Regions from separate parts of the Mus musculus genome. Here region 1 is linked to region 2. The links are chromatin contacts, called in public promoter capture Hi-C maps. All regions are on one chromosome and are shown on one strand. Each heading gives the region's core, a stretch centred on a gene start, on an enhancer-like site or on the middle of the called end of the contact. The rest is flanking DNA. Distances are from core to core; before and after follow the strand shown.

What was found. Capture Hi-C pulls out chosen DNA fragments and counts their contacts.
Region 1: a promoter capture Hi-C map of adipose tissue shows a contact between it and region 2. The contact joins two enhancer-like sites. A contact is called at or near these places in 1 of 39 promoter capture datasets (the SN4741 cell line), 1 of 484 Hi-C or Micro-C datasets (bone marrow-derived macrophages), 16 of 115 datasets of contacts at active chromatin or transcription factors (SST interneurons, T-cell acute lymphoblastic leukemia, acute myeloid leukemia and 13 more) and 3 of 9 other capture datasets (adipose tissue, liver and pancreatic islet).

What each region holds. Positions count from the first base shown.
Region 1 is chr2:32,503,255-32,508,726 of GRCm38.p6, forward strand. No RefSeq gene overlaps it. Among named protein-coding and RNA genes, the nearest start is that of Fam102a, 29 kb to the right of the region's middle. Within about 2 kb of position 4,032, at least 20 of the 459 cell types and tissues checked have an H3K27ac peak or open chromatin away from gene starts, as enhancers often do. A contact at or near this core is called in adipose tissue, where this site is marked.
Region 2 is chr2:32,418,003-32,424,141 of GRCm38.p6, forward strand. Slc25a25 (solute carrier family 25 (mitochondrial carrier, phosphate carrier), member 25) reads right to left here. Exons shown (of 10, transcript NM_001164357.1): 2 at 3,471-3,597; 3 at 3,301-3,388; 4 at 2,303-2,414; 5 at 1,046-1,204. Among named protein-coding and RNA genes, the nearest start is that of Ptges2, 25 kb to the left of the region's middle. Within about 2 kb of position 1,494, at least 44 of the 459 cell types and tissues checked have an H3K27ac peak or open chromatin away from gene starts, as enhancers often do. A contact at or near this core is called in adipose tissue, where this site is marked.

The DNA of each region.
Region 1 (5,472 bases), core at 2,782-5,281, 88 kb after region 2:
TTTCAGACTTGAGTTTCGAGGCTTGCCAGCCAGGTGTTTTGTAGATATCTGTCCGTCTGTCTGTCTGTCGGCCTGTCTGTTTATCTATCTTATATATTTTTCTCCTGATTGCCTTGGAAGCTTTCTCATTCCATTCGATCAAAGGCACAGGATCACCACATGGCACGCAGAATAAACCAGGGCTGTTTAAGGTGTGTTGCTGGCTGTTTCTCCTCACACAATAGAGTCCTCTCCCTCCTCCGCCTTCCCCCTTTCCTTCCCTCCTTCCCTTTCTTCTCTCTCTGAGTCTCTACTTCTTGTTTCATGGTGTGGGAAGTGGGGCAGGGCCTCACTATGTAGCCCAAGCTGGCCTTCCTCCTGCCTGGGTCTTCCTGGTGCTGGATTCTTTGGCCCACCATGCCCAGCTTAGAAATTTTGATGTTTTTTTAGCTCTGGGGAGCAAACTTGGGCTCTCTCCCTCTGAACTTCATTCGGTCCAGTCAGCTCCTCACACTTTAGAAGTGAGTCACTGAGTCAAACGCCCATTCAAGGGGCAGTGGCTTGAGCTACTTCCTGCAGAAAGAACCATAAATTATTTGAATTCTCCTCAGAAGACAGAAGGCCCTTTCTTCCAGTCTGCTTGTTTTCTCAGCCATTGACTTCTGCGGTGTGGATGCAGCACACATTCTTATTTCATTTAGACTCTGTTGTTTCCCTGAGCTGGGGCTGGAAACCAGGGCCTCTCAAGATGGGCAGCTCTGTACCTGCAAGCTTTCCCAGCTCTGAATTTTACCCTGAAAATCTTAATCCATAGCTATTTCTTCTGATGCTCCAATGGTTTTGTTTTTGGATTTGAGAGCCCCTTCAGGTGGCTCCTGGTTCCTTGGACATGGGGCAGTCCCTTCCTTTTGTTTTTTTATCTTTTTTTTTTTTTGTGCCACCACGCCCAGCGACAGGTAGCTTGCTTGCTTTCTTTCTTTCTTTCTTTCTTTCTTTCTTTTTAAAGATTTATTTATTTATTATATGTAAGTACACTGTAGCTGTCTTCAGATACTCCAGAAGAGGGCGTTAGATCTTGTTTTTTTTTTTTTTTTTTTTTTTTTTTTAAAGATTTATTTATTTATTATATGTAAGTACACTGTAGCTGTCTTCAGACACTCCAGAAGAGGGAGTCAGATCTTGTTACGGATGGTTGTGAGCCACCATGTGGTTGCTGGGATTTGAACTCCGGACCTTCGGAGGAGCAGTCGGGTGCTCTTACCCACTGAACCATCTCACCAGCCCTTGTTTTTTTTTTTATCTTAATTCTGTGCATGCACATATACCATGGTTCATAGGAGGTCAGAGGACAATGGTAGGTGTTGGTCCTTGCCTTCCTCCTTGTGTGAGTTAGGGTTTCTTGCCGTTCACCACTGCATACACAGGCTAGCTGTTCCACAAGCTTTGGGGGATTCTCCTGTCTCCTGGGGATTGACCTATGTCCCGCCATAGGAGAGCTGCCAACCTCATACACAGGTTTGTTTGTTTGTTTTTAAAGATTCATTTATTTATTATATGTAAGTACATTGTGGCTGTCTTCAGACATACCAGAAGAGGGCACTGGATTCCATTACAGATGGTTGTGAGCTACCATGTGGTTGCTGGGAATTGAACTCAGGACCTCTGGAAGAGCAGCCAGTGCTCTTAAGTGCTGAGCCATCTCTCCAGCCCCACATAGTTTCTTTTCTTTTCTTTTTTTTTTTTTTCCTATGAGGTGTGTATAGGATGTCTGGGAGTTTTCTTCAAACTTTCTTCTGGATGTATTTTGTCTGGATCAGCTGGCCAGTCAGCTGATCACAGGAACTCTCTAGAAGGACCAATCTGGCTTTGGCTTTTGCTCTCCAAGTGCTAGGTTTTACAGGAATGCCCCACTACATCATGCTTTTTAGTTTTATTGATAATGATACTTAAGGACCTTACAGAATGGTGGAACGCATAAAATAGGGTTTACTGTGCCTAGACTGGAGATCTGAGGAAAACTAACTAGGTTCTTTTACCGAGAGTTAGTCCTGGGAAGTCGCAGAAAAGTTGGATTTTTTTTTTTTTTTTCTGGAGCTGAGGACCGAACCCAGGGCCTTGGGCTTGCTAGGCAAGCGCTCTACCACTGAGCTAAATCCCCAACCCCCCCCCCATAGTTTCTTTCTTTCTTTTTTTTAAAATAAAAGTTTTTATTAAAATGTGCATTACTGGCCAGGTGGTGGTGGTGGTGCATGCCTTTAATCCCAGGACTTGGGAGGCAGAGGCAGGCAGATTTCTGAGTTCAAGGCCAGCCTGGTCTACAGAGTGAATTCCAGGACAGCCAGGGCTATACAGAGAAACACTGTCTCAGAAAAAAAAAACAAAAAACAAAAAACCAAGAACAAAAACAAAACAAAACAAAACAACAAAAATGGGTATTACCACCTATACATGTGTATGCATCACATACATGTAATACCCTCAGAGGCCAGAAGAGGGCATCCAGTCTCCTAGGACTGAAGTTATGGACAATTGTGAGCTGCCATGTGGGTGCTTGGAATCTAACACAGGTCCCTCGGGAGCAGCCAGTGCTCTTGACCGCTGAGCCATCTCTCCATCCCCCATGTACTGTTTCTTAATACAGGACAACCTTACTATACACATTGTGCCTCACTGCTACTGCTGTGGCCCCCAGGTCTTGCCTCTAGCATCTACATTCCGCAATAGGTGCTTGGGATAGGATCAAGATGGGATTTATCGCAATAGGATAAATCAGGAACCGCATCATATGGCCAGTCTTGGCCAATGGGACCTTAGTAGACATGCCATAAACACAGGCACATATATACAAATATATGTTTGTGTGTATGTGTATAGAGATAGAGATAGAGACAGAATTTGTTTTTAGGCAAGATCTTGTCTATCCTGGAAATTGCTATGTAGACCAGGTTGGCCTCCAACTCAGACCTTTGCCTTCCTCTGCCTCCCTAAGGCTGGGATTAAAGGCGTGCTCATACCCAGAGGTCTTCTGACCTCCATATTCATAGCCTGGCCCATGTTCACCCCTCACACATGCATACACACAGAGAAACACACATATACTGTCCACATACATAGAAATACATATTTTTAATCTATAATATAGACACATAAATGTATTTGTGTATGTATTTTTTAATACAGACTAGGGGCTGGGAAGATGGCTCAGTCAGTAAAGAGTTACCACACAAGCATGAGGACCTGAGTTCAAATCCCTAGAACCCAGGAAAAAGTTAGAGCCTATGATTCCAGTCTTGGAGGAGGACAAGGAGGTCAGAGGTGGCCACGTTGGCCAGTCAGCCAAGCAGAGTCCATGAGCTTCAGGTTCAATGAGAAACCCTATCTCACAAAATAATGACAACAGTAAGACCAGAAGTTCACCTCTGACCTCTACCTGTTCACATATATGTAAATGTACACACACATACAATGTAAAGATACATTGTCACAAACACCCTCCTATGTCACTTCATCCTAATCCACTTGGCTTGTTAATCTCTTTACTATTCTGTTCTGCTGGGGTTGTAACCCACACACACCAGGAAGTGTTTTTACTAGATTAGCTGAGTGACGTCACTACTGCCCATTCTCCAGTGTGAGTGAGGCACCAGAGTTCAACTGTCCCCAGATGATGGACAGTGGGTGGGTCCTGTCGTGCTGCCCTGGTGAGCAGTCATCCTCTCTGTAATTACCAGTATCTGCTATGCTAGTGTTTCTTTAGAGCAGATCACTAGAACATTCGTGGCTCACAGCGCCGTACTTTGGAAGCTCTGACACACATCGACAAATTACCTTCCCAAATAGCACCAAATAGTTTCCACTCCTACCCACTGTGAGCACGTAGGCTCGGTCCTCGACCTTTGTCTACACCCAGTGTTGCCCATCTGGAAAAGCCGTCTCTGTAGCAACACTGGCCACAGTGAGCATGTGAATTTCAATATGGTTAGGGGTGGGAGAGGTGGAGGCCAGACGTGGGAATGTCTGCTGGGCCACAGGACGCAGGGTCTCCGCCCTCCACTCCACCCGTGGGTTCCTTCCTCTTCTGGGCAGCTGCGCTCAGCACATCCTCTTGAAGGCACACTTCCCTAGGGGACCTGTCTCGTGGATTGACCCAAGTGCCTCTGGCCCTGACCCCCTTCTCGCATCTCTGAGAGCATGGGGCCATTGCCTCCTTCGAGATGGAAGCCTTCCAAGTTTCTCCAGTATCTCTGGACGAAAGTGTCATCTTGTCTGAGCTGGTTTGAGAAACTGTGGGTGGGAGGAACGTCCCAGCTCAGGGAGTGCTCACCTCCCTGAAAGTCCTTGGGGGTTCAGTCCCCCAGCACGGCAAAGAATGGATGTCACACTTGGAATCTGACCACTCAGCAGGCAGAAGTAAATACATCGGATGGTCAAGGTCATCCTTGGCTGCATAGCAAATTTAGGGGCCAGTCTTGGCTAGATGACCCCAAAGGAGAGACAGAAAGAAACTGAACAAGAAACACTACCAACCCCGGAGACTCTGTCAGTGACTCCTTCACTAAAAACATGCATTCCTTTGGCAAATATTTACCATCTTGTCCTAAGCTCAGCCCTAAGGACGTGGTGGGGGAAGCAGACACCAATCAGGTGAATGCACCTAGATGTATTTCTGGAATGGAATACTGCACCCGGTTTATCAAGAAGGTGGGGAAACCAGATGGAGGGGCGGCCATGTGGGTGGAGAGCCAGGTGGCTGCATTCCTGATAGGGACAATGGCTTGTGCAAAGGCCGCTTCGGAGAAGGGCAAGTTATACTCATTGTTTGGGGAGGGGGGTGTAAGAGAAGCTGAACACAGAGAGAGAGAGAGAGAGAGAGAGAGAGCCTAGACGTGTCAGCAGAGCTACACCATCCAGGGCTCGGCCCACAGTCACGGAGCGCTGAGAGGATTAAGTGAGGTGTGTCATACAGGCTTTCTGTGATAATAAGATGAAGATCAAGACCCCTGCAATGCTGAACAAGCACTCTAACCATTAGACTATACTCCCAGCCCACGTCCCACAGCTTTTTTTGTTTGTTTGTTTTTGTTTAAGACAGGTTTTCTTTGTGTAGCTCTGGCTGTTCTGAAACTCACTCTGGAAAACTTTGCCTCCTAAATGCTGGGATTAAAGGCATGCACCGTCACTGCCAGGCTACTAACACTCTTATGCTGGAGAAGCAGAGTGAGACAGGGCTATCGCTTTGCTGGTAGGATGCTTGTTTCCCATGCACAAAGCCCTAGGGTTGACTTCAAGCACTGTACAAATGAGGTATAATGGTGCACACCACTAGTTCTAGTACTCAGGGGGTAAAGGCAGGAGGATCAGGAGTTCAAGGACATCCTCAGCTACACACTGAGTTCCAAGCTAGCCTGGGCTACATGAGACCCTGCCAACAAAGAAATACATGAATAATTAGGCGCTGGTAATTCTTTCTTTTCTTTTCTTTTCTTTTCTTTT
Region 2 (6,139 bases), core at 244-2,743:
GTCCTGTGACTCAGCAAGCATGGCTGGGTGTTTTATTATTTTGTTTTATTGTATTTATTTAGTTTTTGTCAGGCTCTCATACTATGCAGTTCAGGCTGGCCTTGATTTTCATCCTTCCCAAGTGCTAGGATTAGAGGCATGCCCCACCAACCCAGAGAGGACAGCTCTTGCTCTCTCTCACTATATCCCTAGAACTCTGTTAAAAAAGGAGTAAGAGGGAACTGTTCATGCTTCTGTTTTCTCAGAGGCTCTGGAAGCTGGGAGGAAGGGCCAGCACACACTAGGCTAAGCCTTTCTACATCTTTTGCATCGTTGTTTCTGGAAGGTAAAGGGAGATCCCACGTAGTTACTTATGCCAAGGGGGGTGGGGTAGTGCCTGCAAAGCACTCCAATTCCATTAGCTGCGGTGGGAGGTTCGGCTGAGGGAGGGAGGGGAAGCTGAGCCACCCATGAATCATGGGTAAAAATCTGCTCGCTTTCCTGCTCACCTGCACGAGCACCTTTGGTCTGTCCAGGGGGGTTCTGGGGCATGTGCTGTTTCTGGGTAGGCCTCCTGGCACCGAAAGTGCCAGACAGAAGCAAAATGGGGTAACTGGTCACTGTTCAGACAGACATCAAAGTCCACCAGTGTCCTCATGTGGGTCATTTCACAATGCTTCCCTGACATCAGACAAGCTTATCTCTGCCCTGAGGACGTGGAGTTGCATGCTCAGCCAAGGTAAAGGCACTGCTTCTAGGTCATGCAAGGATCTGCTCTCCCTGCCTTCCATGAGGCATCTTATCCATCCTGAGATGCACTTACGGAATCCAAGTAACAAGCCCAAGTAAGGTGATACGCAGCTTATGTTTCTCTGATATAATTAGACCAGCTAAGCACAAAGGTCACCTAGGCTGGGATCTACTGGGGCCTGCGAAGCATTAACTCCAATTTCATTAGCTGCGGTGGGAGGTTCCGGGTTTTAAAGCAAGGAGCCAGCTGAGGGAGGGAGGGGAAGCTGAGCCTCCAATGAACCACGGGTAAAAATCTGCTCGCTTTCCTGCTCACCTGCATGAGCACCTTCAGTCTGTCCAGGGGGGCAGTGCAGGTTCTGGAAACTGCCCCTGCCCCACCTCCTGCCACCAGGTGCCTCCACCACATCCCCGTCTGCCTCTCCTCCACTGTGAACTCATCTGGGACTGTCAGATTCTCACCGACATCGAAGATCTATGGGGGAGACAAGCAGAGACATAGCCAACTTTACTCACAACATCCTGGCCGTGGTCACTGCATTCCACTCTCCCTTTGCCCTGATAGTAGCTGCAGCTCTTGACCTGTACATGGTCTAGAAAGGAGCAGGTAGCAATCGAGGAAACATTACAACACTGTTGGGTTGCCCTTGTAAAGGAAGCTCCTGGAACTTTCCGCAAGGACTTTAGGGCTAGACTACAAGGATCAGGGAAGATGGGTACAAACCCTGCAACCTGATACAGAACCAGATTGCCAGCAGAACAGAGTGTTATGCAAGGCTAAGCAAGCAGGGTGCTATGCTGCCTGCGTAATACCTTCTCTCTGGAACTGGTCCCAGCCAGCTCTGCTGACCTCTGGGCTGCAGGCCAGAGACAGGCTAGCTGTCTGAACCCTAGAATCAGTCACTTACTTTCACCCAAGAAGCCCTGACCCGGCATTGTGGATTCAGAGAGGATAAGGCAGGGGTAGCCCAGCCAAGAACACCAGAAGTCTTTTAAGTAAGACCAACATTTCTAGTTGTGGATCCACATCTGTCTGAATGTGGATCATGCTAACAGAGTGAAAACAATATGCAGGCCCTACAGGGAGTGCTTATCAAAACCAAACCCCCAAAATCAAGAGTCTAACTCTGTAGCCCAGGCTGGCCTTTAACTCATGGGGCTCCTATGTCTCAGCCAAAACATGTATTTTTGCCATAGAGAGAAATGATACTAAAAAAGAAACACAGGGAAAGAGGAGGCATCTGTAACAAGGTTTCTTCTCCTATCCCGTGGAGGACAGACTGTCTGCTTCTGGGAGAATCGGCAACATAGGAAAAGGAGATATTTGAAATGGCCCGTGAAGGGCAGAGGCATACAGGGATAGGAAGGTACACCCAGCAAAGGGTCAAGGGTGCAGGCTGGTCACTGTATCGGAGGAGGAGGGGCATGTGGCTGGCAAAGGAGGGACAACATCTCAGTGTATCATCAAGACCGACCCCCCACCCCCACCCCCACCCCCAGGCCTAGATGGGGATGGACTGAGAGATGCCAGACAAAGACGGCTGCCTGAGTGGACAGTGGGTGTGTGCCTCACCGTCGAGTGCTTCCAGTACAGGATGATCTCCGGGATGTTCTCCACAGGGTGCAGGAGGTGGTAGTCCCTCCACTCGTTCCAGTCGATGGTCATCGTGCCATTCTTATCCATGCTGTAAGCAGAAGCATGGTCAGTCGCACGTGTCACACCCACCTGCCAGTTGTGTGCCCTACCACTTAGATGGGATGGAGGCAGGTGCCATAGCCACCCAGGACACCAAAGGCACCTTGCCCATGAGAAAGAGTAAGGTGGCTCCATACCCCATTTTCCATAAAATGGAGATGTGCTGGCCCACAGGAACCCCATTCTGATCAGGGAGGGAGGGAATCACGGGAAAACACAGATACTTACTAGGTGACAGGGCCCCAGAAGTGGCCCGTCCGTATTCTGACAGACAGACAAAGGAGGATGCAAAGGAGAAAGGAGAAACAACACAAATAAATGCGCTGAGCAGGTTAGTAAAGCAAGCACACACCCAAAGACACCAGGGGCCAGCACAGCACGAGGAAGTGGGCAGGACTGGGCTCCTGGGGTTGCTGTCCCTGTGACCAGGCGGCTTTCAGGCCAGCCAGGTACAAACTGTTCTCTACTTGCAGGGCTTTCCGGCAGCCCTCTGCTCATGAGTGAGCCATCTTTCTGGCCAGCATATGTGGCTACAGAGGAAAGAACAAGCTATAGCAGAACCTAAGTTAAGGACCACACATGTCCCTCCCCATCAGGCAGAGAATATTCAGGGACACTTCTCACTAACGAGAAATGCCCACAACTAATCTTATCATTTTAAAGGTTGCAGGCATTGGGTTAATTCCAGATTTATGACTCTTCTGTGAGAGTAGGGCTGCAACCTCAGGAGAAGCTTACTATGGGAAGGGGCTTCTTATCCCTCCTCCTAAACACAGGGCCAGCTTCAGGGATGCAGGCCAAGAGTGAACAGCACACAAATTAGTCCAAAAGCCATTAAAGCATCCCCTAGAACAAAGCTCACCACACTCACTCACCTCTTAAGAATCTTCTCCGCCTGCTGTTCCGAGATCTTGACACCCAGGTCCCGCAGGGACTGCATGATCTCCTGAGCATCGATTCGACCTGTGACAACGAGAACCATTAGCAGGGTCCAGCATTCAGTAAGCTAAGGCCTGCCCGGCAGAGAAGCTATAGCTAAACTCACCATCATTCTTTTTGTCCAGACTCTTGAACACCAGCCTCAGTTTTTTCTCATGATCTTGGAGGTAATGTACAAACTCTTCAAAGTCCAGTTGCCCATCAAGGTCCTTGTCACCTGCTTGCACAATTTTCTAGAGAACCAAAATAAGGACTTGAGATGTTGCTCACTAGCCTCTTATCACAACAGGAAATAACTGTTCTCCACAATGACCCAAGATGTCCTATCTCTAAGGCTCTATCAGCCCATGGGAATCCTAGGCATCATGTCAATCTCCCCATATACCCATAGGCTATCCAGAAGCCAAGCAAGGCCCACCTTGCTCTGGTGAGGAGATACTCCTAGGAGAAAGCTTTGAGAGGCCAGCAGGGCAGCCAGGTGCTTGCTCTTTCCAACATTCCCCAGACCAGCTTGTTACACAGCCAGCGGCTTGGCTCTCCTACAGACGCACTCCTGGCTGAGAGCTGGGGATAGCCTTGGAATCTAGAGTCCCTTAGGAACCCTGCTACTTGCTCCATCCCCTGTGTGGCATTAACCCACTAAGAATTTGGTGATGAGGGTAAAGGTTCAGACAATGCCTACTTGGCAGAAACATTGCCAGGGAACACTCTGGAGGGTGTGAGACAGACAGGAGGAGCCAAGGGCAACTATTCTTGAGCTCATGCGTGACGGTACTGCCATTCTGGTCCTTGGTCTCAGGGATACCAGCTCTAACCAAGCCCAGATTCCCAACCAGGCACTGAACGCCAGCCAGGTTAGCTTTACTAGTTTAGTGACGCAAGGCTTTAAGAGACCCTGATCTGCAGCAGCGCCCGTCTTAGGTGAGCTCTGCCTGGCAGCTGTAACACCAGCTGCATGCAAAGCAGCTGGAGCTTCTCCACTCAGTGGGGAATGGGGTATGCAAAAGCTTTACTGAGGTCTGTCCGTCTGTCTGTCTATCTAATTTATTGGGGAGAGCACTTTAAATCCAAAACAGAGAATCTCCTAAGGAAAATGTTTCTTGGTTTTCTCATGGACAAATCCATTCACTGTTCAAGTTAACACGCTAGGTCAAAGAGTTTTAAGCTAGGGTTTAGAAACTGATGGACCACGGGCTAGCTTGCAGTCCAAATGTGGTCATCATGTTTCCCCTCTTACTTAGCCACTGGTTTTTTGCGGGGAGAGTAGACATTTATCTCAAGGAGCCAACCATGTGAAGGGTTGAGGTTGGCATGTGGGATAGATTGAACACATCTTATCTGCTAACTGGGATTAACTTCTTGCCAACATCTGTGCTCTTAGCCAAGGGTCACCACCCCAGATGTCAAGTAGAAGGGAAAAGTCTATATGCCATTCAGGAAGGAGGCACACAGAACTCTTATCTTTTGTCCCTAGGCTATCTACCATCAAAGTACTCTATTCTGGGGTAATGCCACATGACACAGACCACCCACAACTGTGCATACTGTACCCTATTTAAAAATATTCTCTAACAGTTAGTCCTGTATCTGTGGGGATGGTGATGCACACTATAATCCCAGCACTAGAGAGGCTGAGGCAGGAGGACATCTGAGAGTTTGAGGTCATCCTGGTCTACACACCAAGACCTTGTCTGAAGAAATGCCAACTGTGGTGGCACATGGCTTTAATTCCAACACTAGGGAGTCAGAGAAAGGTAGATCTCTTTGAGTACCAGGCCAGCCAGAGATACATAGAGACATTGTTTTAAAAAGCAGGGAGGGGGAAAGAAGACTTGCTTTTTCCCCCTTTACAGCCACTCCAACTCCATTCTATGTGTCTCCATTCTGAGATGCACAAAACCACACACCAGCACTGGGGACAGCATGAAATTTAGTGCATCAAAGTAAACCCCAAAGCCAGGTTCAGTTTCTCATCAGAAAAGGGCCAGGCTCACCGTTGGCATCCTGTTTCCTGGGGTACCTAAGCACTTGAAAGTCTAAGAGTGAAGACCGCCCTAGCCTCTCTTTCCCAGAGTGCCTCTACACTCTGCCCTGGAGTCACAAGAACAAACGTCCCACAGCAGTGAGACAGTCCAGGACTCTATGACATCCTGTACATTTTAGGGGCCTGCATCTGTACCAATCTCCTATCTAGAGATTCCATCTCCCACAAGTGCCTTCCCTCCCAGCCCAGGAAATTACACAAAACCCAGCCATTCCCATGACAGTGACGTACAACTGCTGGCTACAGCCACAAAGGGCTGGGGAAACACCTACATTTCAGACATTCTTTTCTCTAGGCCAGGAAGTCATGCCTAGGTACCATTCATCTCTCCACTCAAAACCAGTCCCTGCCTGCCTCTCATGGCACCCACTCAGCATACAGACCTGCTTCCATTGGCGGTATGTGGAGAACTCTTGAGAGGGGATAAAGACACTGAGTTTGAAGATGGATTTCAGCTCGGCAGGAAGCCCCTTGGACTCAAAGTACTGGAACTCAGTCTGAGCCGCCCCGGCGATGGGCACATACAGGCACAGGCAGAGCATGCTGGTGAGACCGGTTGCTCAGCCACCGCCAGGAGCAAGTACTAGCAGAAGTCAAGAGTGGGAAATGCCGGTATTCCCAGGAAACTAGCACCAGATATACCGGCCCCTGCTGTCACTGGCTGCTTAAGTCCTGCCCTTTTACTTAATTGAAAAAAAAAAATCCGCCCACTGTAAGTGCAGCCAGCAGCC